Linked DNA regions of Mus musculus: region 2 is linked to region 1. A link is a contact called in public HiChIP or PLAC-seq data. All regions are on one chromosome and are shown on one strand. The core of a region is the stretch at or near the end of the contact, and the rest is flanking DNA. Distances in the headings are between cores, read along the strand shown. Region 1 has its middle 14 kb from the start of Gm26761. Region 2 overlaps Tbc1d1 (TBC1 domain family, member 1).

Region 1 (5,307 bases), core at 466-2,965:
ACAGCTTTATCAGAGGAGGAAAACGGAGCAGCTACCCTTCCTGGTTCCAGACCAAGAGTAAAAGAGAACTGCAGCAAGATGGCCTGTGGAGCAGCTCAAGCAGGAAGTCCTGCTGGGCTGAGTCCTTCAGCCTTACAAGGCCACGGACCCACAGATCTAGCACAGGAGAACCACTACTCAGCAGGAGGCCAGGAGACCATCAGAGAGGCAGATCATCACCCAGACCCTGTACTCAGTGATGCAGGCTCAGCAACAGGGGATGTGGCACATGGCTGTCTTCTGTGACGCCTCCAAGGGCTTACACCACACCATCGTGCCTACCGGGGATCTTGTATTTGTAACTTGCCCTTCTTACCAGATAGCCAGTGTGACCTGAGACTCAGAACTACATCTTGCCAGGACTGGTGTTGCATGTCTTTGATACCAATACTCAGGAGGCAGAGGCAGGCAGATCTCTATGGTCCTGATTTACAAAGTGAATCTGGGTCAGCCAGGGCTTGTTACACAGAGAAACCAACCCTGCCTCAAAAAACCAAGAACCAACAAGCAAATAAAAAAACCTATGTCTTACTTGTTTTTTGTTTTTAATTCTAGGTCTTTACAAGGGAAACCATATACATAGTTAAATGTGTCCCCCAAAGCTCATGCTGCTGAAAACCTGGAAATCCACATAGTAGTGATATCTGGGGACAAGTCTCTTGGGAAGTGATCAGACTTAGATGAAGCCATAAGGCAGGATCCCTGTGCTGGGACCAGTGGCTTTATAAGAAGAGGAAGAGCCCCACCCCCAGCCCCCGCATCCTAGCTACTCGTATATGTTCCTCTTGATACAACAAGAAAGCCCTTTCCAGATGCAGCCTCTAGCCTTGGTCTCCACCCTGCCACAGCAGATAGTTTCCTACTGAAAGACTACACTTCCCAGCTTCCCTTTCGTGCAGACTACAGAAGTCTTTTCTATCTCAACAAGGGGCTGCATCCCATCTCCTCTGTAGGCATTTTGGCTATCCGCATGTGTGAATGACAAAGGTACCCTGTTGTCCCACCTAATGTCAGCACAAGCCTTTCTTTCTGTTTTGTGTCTCTCCACAACTGCTTGAATAATCTAAAAACCCTGAGAACTAAATTTCACTTCTAAGTTGCTTGGCCTGTGCTATTCTGTCACGCCCACAGAAAACTAAGAAGACTAAGCCCTCATAAATATAGTGGTAACTATAAATATAGTTTAATTACATGAGTAAATTATACCACCTAGAGTTGTACCTAAGATGTGCTATACATTGCCATCTGCAGAAGGGAGGGTTCATTCACAGCGACTGTGGGTGATTTCTATAAAGACAAAAATGTTTGACTTCAATGCTGTCGGCTCTAAAATATATCTATGAAGCCCATTGGTTTTCTAGTTTAAGACTTACCTGGAAATGATTAAATCTCTGTCCTTTTGGTTGAAATATGCTTAGGAAGCAGGACGTAATGTTTAGGCTTTTATCTCCCACAGGGCCTGACATACAGTACGTGGCTCATTATTCAGTGACTGTGTAGACCACACCCATATACACACCAACCCATGCACATTTCTGTGCTACTAAAGGTTTTCTATGGGCACAGATTCAATAGTTTGTTTAAACGTTCAATAGAAGTACATAACAGTTCACACACAACAATACATATCAAAGCGTGTGAGTTTGTACTCGTCAGACATCAAAACCCACAAGGTGGCTGATAATCAACACCGACTGTCTGGGAGAGGCTTGCAGTGTTGAATTGAACAGAACTCAGGAAGGAAGTAGCTTGTTTGGCTACCTATCTCCAAGCTAGAAAGAAATAGAAGAAGGTTTAGATAAAAGGTTGTAACTGTAAAATCAATTCAGAGAGGAAACATCCCAGAAGTGATTCTCAAGAAGTTTGGCTTCATGGTGTGACATCCGAGAAAAAGCTGGGCGAATAGAAAAGCTGCTCCACTCCACAGTACTACTTAGCAGCCAGAGGGAGAGCACAGAGTGAGCCACCTGTCTCTGGAGAAAGCGCCCCTATACCTCACTGGGCTTTTTCCTCAGTGCTGTTCATAGCCAGTCCTTGCACTTGGTAGAAAGCGGGTGCCATTTTCTCTACAACCACAGATGGCCTAAAATCCTAGCTCCCTCTGAAGTCTCTTCTACTTCCCCTTTGTCTGTGAGGCCCACTAGAGAACCCCAGATTCTTCCTGATGACCCCTCTCCAACTCTCAACCTGGTAACTTCCTCTATACCTCCATTCACTTAATTTCTTCCAGACATGTTTCAAATACAAATTCCCATAGCTAGGAGTGAGCTGCTAGTGACTACTGTGTTGAGCAACGCAACACTAGAGGCTCCATTTCTGACTATGAGTGGACCCGTAGACTTCATTGCAGTGTTCTCTTATTCATCCTATCTTGCTCCTTTGCCCTTGCTATTCAGCTTGCTCTCATTTTCACTACCACAGTAAAGAAAAGCACAGCGAAGACATCTTCTGCTAGACTGACTGGTGTGTGTGACTTCATTTCTTTTGGTTTATCTGCTAGATTTCTGCAAAGGAAATTCCTACTGGATAGGGTAGTGCATAGATCTTCCTCAAGGCCCTCCAGGCGACTCGCCCATCTTCTTTCCCCTCATCCTCCATAAGAAGTCTGTTGAGGCCAGACTTTCCACTGCTTCATCCTGTGGGGAGCCTCTCAGGCCCTCCCGCTACCTCCCTTTCTTCTGTGTGCAGCTCTTCCGGCTCCCTCCTCTCATCCTGCCTTTATCTTTTTTTCATTATCCTTAAAAACAGAGACACAGGTCATTTTGGCTTAAGGGATTTCCTAGATAGAAAGGAAAGCACAAGGACTTCTGAAAGTTCAGAGTTGACACAGTCCAGAGTGCTAATAAGAAAATCATGAGTTCAAAGCCAGCTCGGATTAAGTGGCAAATTCTAGCTTTGGTTATATGAAAAGACAAACAAAAAACCTGATAGAAAAGAGGAGCAGACCACTCCCCAGACTGATCTGATAGCGGGGGCTAGCATGAAACCCAAGACAGAACAATACTCAGAAGAGGAGGTAGAGGAATAAGGAACTGACCACCAGATTATCTGACACAAGCTAAAGGGCCTTTGAAAATCAAGTAAGCACAAACAGAGTAAAGAGAACACTAGGCAGACAACACGGACCCAAAACAGCCCAATGCAGCCACTGGCTCAGAGAGGCCCTGATCAAAGCCAAAGTCAAGATGCTTTCTGAATTCTTTCCCATAGTTACAGTCATATGGCAAAGCAGCCTGCTACGATGGCCCATGGTTGCCAATAGTGCTTATAGTATGAGAACTCTCACCAAACCAACCCCAGAGTCCACAGGTCCTGATGGTTTTCAATTGTATTGTATTTTTTTCCTCCATAGCTCGGTTGGAGAGCCCTGCGGCGTTTCTTCCACGAGGTTCCTAGATGGTGAGGCAGCCCAGAGAAATCCCATCTTACAAAGAAGAATGTCTGCAACAGATCCCCTCTTTCATACCCTGTCCAGACTGAGTGTCAATTGTTATGTCTACCAACAGTTTTGCAGAAAAGGGAAGGAGGGTGCGGGAGAGCTCAGCTGTCGGCTACCACTTGATCAAGCCATTTGAGCTTTGCTGCTGTCAGCTTTCTTATTTATAAAATGAGAATGCTGGAAAGGATAAGCCATTTTTAAACCTGACTTTGAGGAGGCGAGAGATTTTTCAAACCTCACTTGACAGCATGTACTTTTGCCATCTTTTTTTTTTTTCTCATAAGAACAATGTGCTCAATCAACGGAGAGGACAGATGAAGGTAGAGGTGTTCAGACTGAACGGGGGTGGAGGCTGTAGCATCATTTGCCCTTGCCACACCTTCCCTTGGCCATCCCAAAGCACCTCCAGAGAGGCTGGAGCTATCTGGAAAGAGACTAAGACTCTCCATTAGAAGTTTCCTTCCAGCCCAGCTTTTAGGGATGCTCTATGTAAGATTTTGGTTAATGCTCTAGGTAAGATCCCTGCTCCAAAGTGGCCTCAGTTTCAGGATGGTGACATCAAGTTGGAATTAACCTGTAAACTTCTTTCCTGGTGGCTATTTTTCATAGTGCTGGGATGTGCTACATAGCCTGCTGAAGGGGAAAACAAAAAGGCATCAGTGGTCTTATCCACTGGTGAATCCTGGATGTTTAATACCAAAGTGCCGCTGGTGTAATAGTGGCATGAAGGTTATACAGGTAACCAACCGCTTTCTGATTAGCTCCTGAGGCTTGTTCTACAGGAGAGAAGGCATGCTAGTACTATAAACCTGGCAGAAGCCCATGGCTTTAAAGGTCATAGGCCCTAGGAGGGAGTCTACTACTGTTGTAGTTATCAAACTACCTTCTAAATATTTAAATTCTTGTATTTATACCCACAGATTGGGCAGCTTGCCCCTGGCCAGAAGAGCTTCTTTCTGCCATACATAGGAATTGATACAGAGACTCATAACTGGTCAAGGGGCTGAGCAAAAGTATTACTGTTGAGTGCTCACCCCTAAATCATACAGCTATAGCTATTACACACACACACACACACACACACACACACACACACACACACACACACACACGTCCCAGAGAACTTCATGGAAAAGGGGGAAGAAAGAATGAAAGAGCTGGAGCATGAGGAAGAGCACTGTGAAATGATGGTCAGAGCGTCGTGCACTCTACGCTCCAGACCTCCATGGGCTTCCTTGCCATACGCCTGCCCCCGCCCCCTGGCATCCCTGTTTATGTCAGATACTTTGTTATGGGGACAAGAAATCTATATAGTGCCCCCTTCCCAGTCCAAACTCAAGATATCATTGGGCGACTTCTGATGACGTGTCTTTGGGTGCCAGCCCTGCCTGCCGCTCAGGCCTTCGTCCCAATGATGTCAGACTTGGAGATGTTACAGATCCTCTGAGTGACAGAAGGAAGGAAGCATAGACAAGCGAGGAAAGCTCTTGCCTGGAAACCAGAGGCACATGCCTTCCAATCTGAGTGCCTACACTTTCCAGATGTGTGACCCTGGATAGAGCATCCAGCACCTCTGAAGCGTGAGTTTCCCCAGGACTAAACCAGGATGAAAGCAGCTAAGGTAGGGATGCTGTGCACCACATGTCAGCTCTGCTTCCTGCCCTAAGGTCCTTCAGCCTTCTAGAATAACCCTATCCTTTGCTACTAAACAAACAACAAAAGCTGAGTATGGTGGTGCATTCCTGTGTACTCTGACCGTGGTCACCTAAAACATGTCCTTCCACATCCCTGTTCCTTAATTCTCTCCAATGAAGACAATGCAGATGTGG
Region 2 (5,346 bases), core at 290-2,789, 340 kb before region 1:
GGCACAGCCTGTGGTTCAGCTTAGCTTAACATGTCGTCCTAACTCTGTAGAAAAGGCCAGAGACTTTGGTGCCAAGTTTCCCAGGAGAGGAAATGATCTTTACATTCAGTGAGTTTTCCATCCTCAGAATTACACAGGAGCACTTTCATGGCAGTGGGAACCCCACAGTGCATATCCATTGCAGTTCTGCTGAGATACGAGGTTCAGTTCCAGAAGGTCCAGCTAAGATGGAGGCTTTCCAGGCATGCACCGGAACCTCTGTGAACTGTATCCCTTCACCCCCAGCTCAGTGCGGGGAGGTAGGTGTTACGCCCTGTGTGGGAGGCCAGGAACTGAGGCCCAGAGAGACTGAGTCCCTCAGATCCTCAGGGGCAAAGCTGACTCCCAGCCTGAGCTGTCACCAGGGATGGGAAATGCTAATGGTGCCCACTGAGCCTCTCAGGAACAAAAAGAAATCAGGTAGACGTGACAGCACGGGACTTAGTATTTGCATAGACTAACTTTTGAATCTACTTAGTATTAATCATGGAGTTAACCTGAAAACTAGGAAGCTGAATTTTTTTTTTTAAGACAACTGGGAATGGCAGGAATGTGGCAGGGCTTTGTAGGACAGCTTCAGTGCTCATAGGGAAGGGAACCCTGTAGGGGACCCTAGGGGAAAGCTGGCGTCCCACAGCTAGGAAGGGTGTTGGCTGCATTAGTTAGGAAATGCAGTAGAGTACAGCTTCTGTCCTTCAGAAGCCGCAACTCCATTCTCAGAAGAGTGTTCTAGACTGCCAGACCACCTTGAGAGTTGTGATGGTTGCTTTCGACTGTCAGCTTGCCAAGATAGAATCACCTTAGGACTGGTCTAAGACAGTTTCCAGATTAGGCTAATTAAAGTGAGAAAACTTACCCTAAATTCGGACAGTGCCATCCCAGGAGAGACAGCTCCCGGGAGGAGAAAGGAGACAGTGAACTGAGCTGCTACACTTGGCTCTAGGCTTCCTGGCTGTGCGTGTATTGTACCCAGCCATCTCAGGCTTCTGCCACCTCAGGCTCCAGATACCTCAGGCTCCAGACACCTCAGCCTCCAGACACTCCTGTCTCCTGTCACCTCAGACTCCAGACACCCCTGTCTCCTGCCACCTCAGGCTCCAGACACCTTAGCCTCCTGCCACCTCAGGCTCCAGACACCCCTGTCTCCTGCCACCTCAGGCTCCTGCCACATCAGGCTCCAGACACCTCAGGCTCCAGACTCCTCTGTCTCCTGCCACCTCAGGCTCCAGACGCCCAGGCTCTCCACCTCATGAACTGGGCCAAAATAAACCCTTTGTTCTTTGTTACTTTCATTGACCATTTTGTCACAGCAGTATCAGGAAAGTACCTGTTATAGGCCTCTGCTGGGTGACTTCAGCCTGCAGGCTTACCTTATTGGAGAGAGGGCATTGCAGTGAGCAGCAGTCTGCTGACTCACACTGGGCCCACTCCAGCCCTGTCGCTCTTCCTCCTCAGGAGAAAGTGCAGACACTGCCCCCTGGGTGGCGTCTGCACTTTGGGCTTGTTTCACAAGTGTGGCTCTGTTGTCACTGTTGCTGTTAAAGGAAGAGAGCCGGCTCTGCTCATCCATGTGTGAGTGACAGTTGGGATTGGCTCATTTCTGCAGATCTGGGTCAAGAGGACTTTTTCTATAAACAGTCCCATTACTTTGTCATTCTTACAATTCTTAAAAACCCAGCTGAATTGTAACTAAATGTGGTGACCTTGCAAACAGAACATGAGTCCTTTGTCACATTTAACCTATAGTCAGCGTATTTCATAGCATTTGCAGGGAAAGCCGCTAAGAACTACAGTTTTGAAAGTCTTGTCTGTGCCCCTGAGTGCCTGGTGCCTATGAAGGCCAGAAGAGGGTGTCAGCTCCCCTGGGAACTGGAGTTACAGCTAGGAGCCACCAGTGGGTGCTGAGAATTATACCTGAATCTTCGAGAAGGGCAGCCAGTGCTTTTAACTGCTGAGCTGTCTCTCTAGGCCTTGAAAAGTTTTTTTGTTTTTTAAATCTTTTTGGCCTTGTAGAAGCGTGTTAGAACCTATATTTATTCTTTTCCTTTGCAATTACCTCTAGGTGTTTGTTGTCCTCACCGTGTAAAACCATTGACCTTGTCAGAGCTGAGTTTTCTCCTCTCCGTGTGCTTCCACGCGTGCGCGTGAGCACAGGTACCTGTGCCCGTGGGAGGCCTGTCTCAGTGACTCAGCCTGGTGGCTTCTCTACCCAACAGGTGTTTGAGATGGACATCGCCAAGCAGCTCCAGGCCTATGAGGTCGAGTACCACGTGCTCCAGGAGGAGCTTATTGAGTCCTCGCCTCTCAGTGACAACCAAAGAATGGAGAAATTGGAGAAAACCAACAGCAGCTTGCGCAAACAGAACCTTGACCTCCTGGAGCAGTTGCAGGTAGAGCATATTTGCCGAGCGGCTTCCCGAGCCTCTGTGTAGTCGCTCATTAACTCACCAAAGGCACCAGCAGCCCGGGCTTTCCCAGGACCGCAGGACCTTTCCCACCCCGCGCTCTTTGTAGTTGCGATCAGAGGTGTCCCAGGAGAATCAGCCCTTTTATTGCAGAGCAGACAGTGTCCTTGCCACGGTCAGACAGTCCAGGAGCTTTCTGAGAGGCTCTTTCTACACTAAGCTTTGCAGGAGACCAGCTTGGCCCCAGATGCTGACTGCCAACAATTGTGCTTTGAATAATGATGAGAGAGTCTTAAGCTTTTGTTGCCTGGGGGGGAAACAGGCCAGGTCCTTGGAGAGATACTGAAGGAAGGAAGTAACTTAGAAATCTATCTAACGAACTAAATCAGAACAGTTGATGCTTATTTATAAGTCTGATTCGGATGCGAAGGTTTATTAAGCGGCATAGTTCTCCTGTACACCCCGCCCCCATCTTAAGTGGGTGAATGCAGGTAAGGACACAAGACCAGCACTATAAATAGTCCATGCAGAAGGGAGAGGGAATGACCCTGATAGGTGTGCAAAAGTCACTGCAGGGCGTGGCTTCTCTGTCAGTCCATTGGCACTAAGTAACCATGAATTCTCCTTGTTTGATAGTATAAATGAGAGAATGTGTCCGTGTTCAGAAATTATTAGAGTGACACTTTTAAAATAGGTTATTAATGGAGGCTCTTGGCTCCATAGAAATGTTCTCCATCCATATCTGGTTCTGATCTTTCCCCATAGAAAGCCGCCACTTGCTGAGTTTGTCCATAAAGTGAGAAAGGTGGGCATTTGAGTACTCTGCTCCCCCCCCACACACCCCCAGATGCCCTTCTCTCAGCAGTCCTCAACCACAGGAGCGTGCGAAATCAAAATGCTTCCCTTGCTCATCCTAACTGCCAGGAACATCTGAAGTCCCACTATTTAGTCTGTCCTTACTAAAAATATGCTGCTACACTCTTCCCTAGAAGTCTCAGCTGTCACCTGAAGGGAAGTTAAAGGGGACAGAGAGCCTGCTCTGTCCCACAAGGGCATACTGTGCAGTAGACCCTGACCTAGACCTTGAGGTGAGCATGTCCCACAGAGTTCCGCTTTGCTTTGTGAAGCCGCAGCTTTGTATGAGCAGAAGTACACACAGGTTCCTGGGTTAGGCTAATCCTGGGTCCGTAGTTGGAGGTTTGAAAGCAGTCACACACTGCTTCTGTCTGAGGGGGCTGTGAGTCACTGCTGAGAAGCCGGCATACTGAAGGTCACTCATGCTCTCTGGAGCCAGGGCTCCTACACTTCTAGGAGAGTCTTATCCAGGGTTGCTAGCCCACTGTAGGTACTGAGCCTGTGCTGTGCTGGGCACAAGCTGAGTAGCACATTGCCCTTCCCGAAAACATGGGCAAGGGATTGTGGCGTGTGGTTAGGCTCTGTGCTAATGCAGAGGTGGTTTCCTCATGATTCTCTCTGTAAGTATGTATCCCATATGTATTTTCTCCCTTTGTATAAGGTTTTCAGTATGATGCTAAAGTACATAGTACAAGCTATATTGTAGCTTGGTTCTGTTCATATACTTGATGGGCTAACCGAAATTTATTGTTTTTTTTAAATATTTAAGAAAATGTAGTGTGGCACAGAAACACAAATAATACACAATGTTACCTGTTTCTCAGGAGGAGAAAGAAGGCTGGAGTAAAAAAAAAAAAAAAAAGCCTAACAGTTGATGTACCACAGGGAAACCTGTCAATATTAATACTTGCAGTACATTACTAACAATGGATCTTAAAAATTAGGTTGTAAAGACAGCAGTGGAAGTGACTGCATGGGAAAGTTAAATTGCCCTCCATAACTATGAGCAAGTACTATCTTTCTGCAGCCTTTAGCAGTACCTAACAAAATCTCAAATGGGTACCACTGGCCCAGCAGACCTAAGGGTCTATATAGAAGCAGCGCACTGGCCACAGATATGTCAGGTTATGCTATCACTCAACGTACAGAACATTCAGCTGTTGTGTTTGAATGGCTGAGCCATGCTTATGATGTATTAAGTAGAAAAGCAAATTAATAAACAAACCTTATGGTATGCCTTTCTTTAAAAGTATAATAGATGTGTGTTCTGTGAAGAAAAATAAATGTGAAAGACTGTACACTCAAAATATCAGTAGTAGCTGTCACTGTGAGGTCAGTGTCCACAGCCTGCGCTGGCTCTGCGTATTCCTCCAGGTCTGTCCCCTCACCAAGGACCTTGAGTAAATACACACTAAGGTTCCGTCTTCTATGCAGCGAGCACATGTGTTCTGCCAGAACCTTTAAGTTCAAAGGTATCTTTAACTTTTCATGAGTGGCACAAGTTAGTCAAGTACATGTAAATATACATAAAATAGCGATCATAGATTATTGCTAGAAATCATTTCTGACATTTAATAGTCTTAAACTATAAATTTAGGTTGATGTATGTATGCCATCTAAATTAGCAGACGAGAACTAATTTTTTTTTTTTTTTTTTTTTAAAGATTTATTTATTTATTATATGTAAGTACACTGTAGCTGTCTTCAATCACTCCAGAAGAGGGCACCAGATCTCGTTACGGATGGTTGTGAGCCACCATGTGGTTGCTGGGATTTGAACTCTGGACCTTCGGAAGAGCAGTCAGGTGCTCTTACCCACTGAGCCATCTCACCAGCCCGAGAACTAATTTTTTTTAATTTATTTATTTATAAAACACTTGAGATATTTCTTAAATTTTCTTTGCCTGTTATACTTTAATGTCCAGTGGTTAATTAGCACAGTGTTGCTCATTCATTTAAAATAGCGCACAGAGTAAATATAAAAATAGGTTGTCTCACAGAGTTGTCTATAAGCAAGAGATGAAACCCTTGAACCTGGTGTTCACAA

The links. HiChIP or PLAC-seq counts read pairs in DNA pulled down with a chosen protein or histone mark.
Region 2: an H3K27ac HiChIP or PLAC-seq map of microglia shows a contact between it and region 1, with 4 times the contacts expected there. The contact joins two enhancer-like sites. A contact is called at or near these places in 2 of 115 datasets of contacts at active chromatin or transcription factors (microglia and pancreatic cancer cells).

What each region holds. Positions count from the first base shown.
Region 1 is chr5:64,682,741-64,688,047 of GRCm38.p6, forward strand. No RefSeq gene overlaps it. Among named protein-coding and RNA genes, the nearest start is that of Gm26761, 14 kb to the right of the region's middle. Within about 2 kb of position 1,716, at least 22 of the 459 cell types and tissues checked have an H3K27ac peak or open chromatin away from gene starts, as enhancers often do. A contact at or near this core is called in microglia, where this site is marked.
Region 2 is chr5:64,342,997-64,348,342 of GRCm38.p6, forward strand. Tbc1d1 (TBC1 domain family, member 1) reads left to right here. Exons shown (of 22, transcript NM_001310611.1): 21 at 2,256-2,429. Among named protein-coding and RNA genes, the nearest start is that of Gm43837, 32 kb to the right of the region's middle. Within about 2 kb of position 1,540, at least 168 of the 459 cell types and tissues checked have an H3K27ac peak or open chromatin away from gene starts, as enhancers often do. A contact at or near this core is called in microglia, where this site is marked.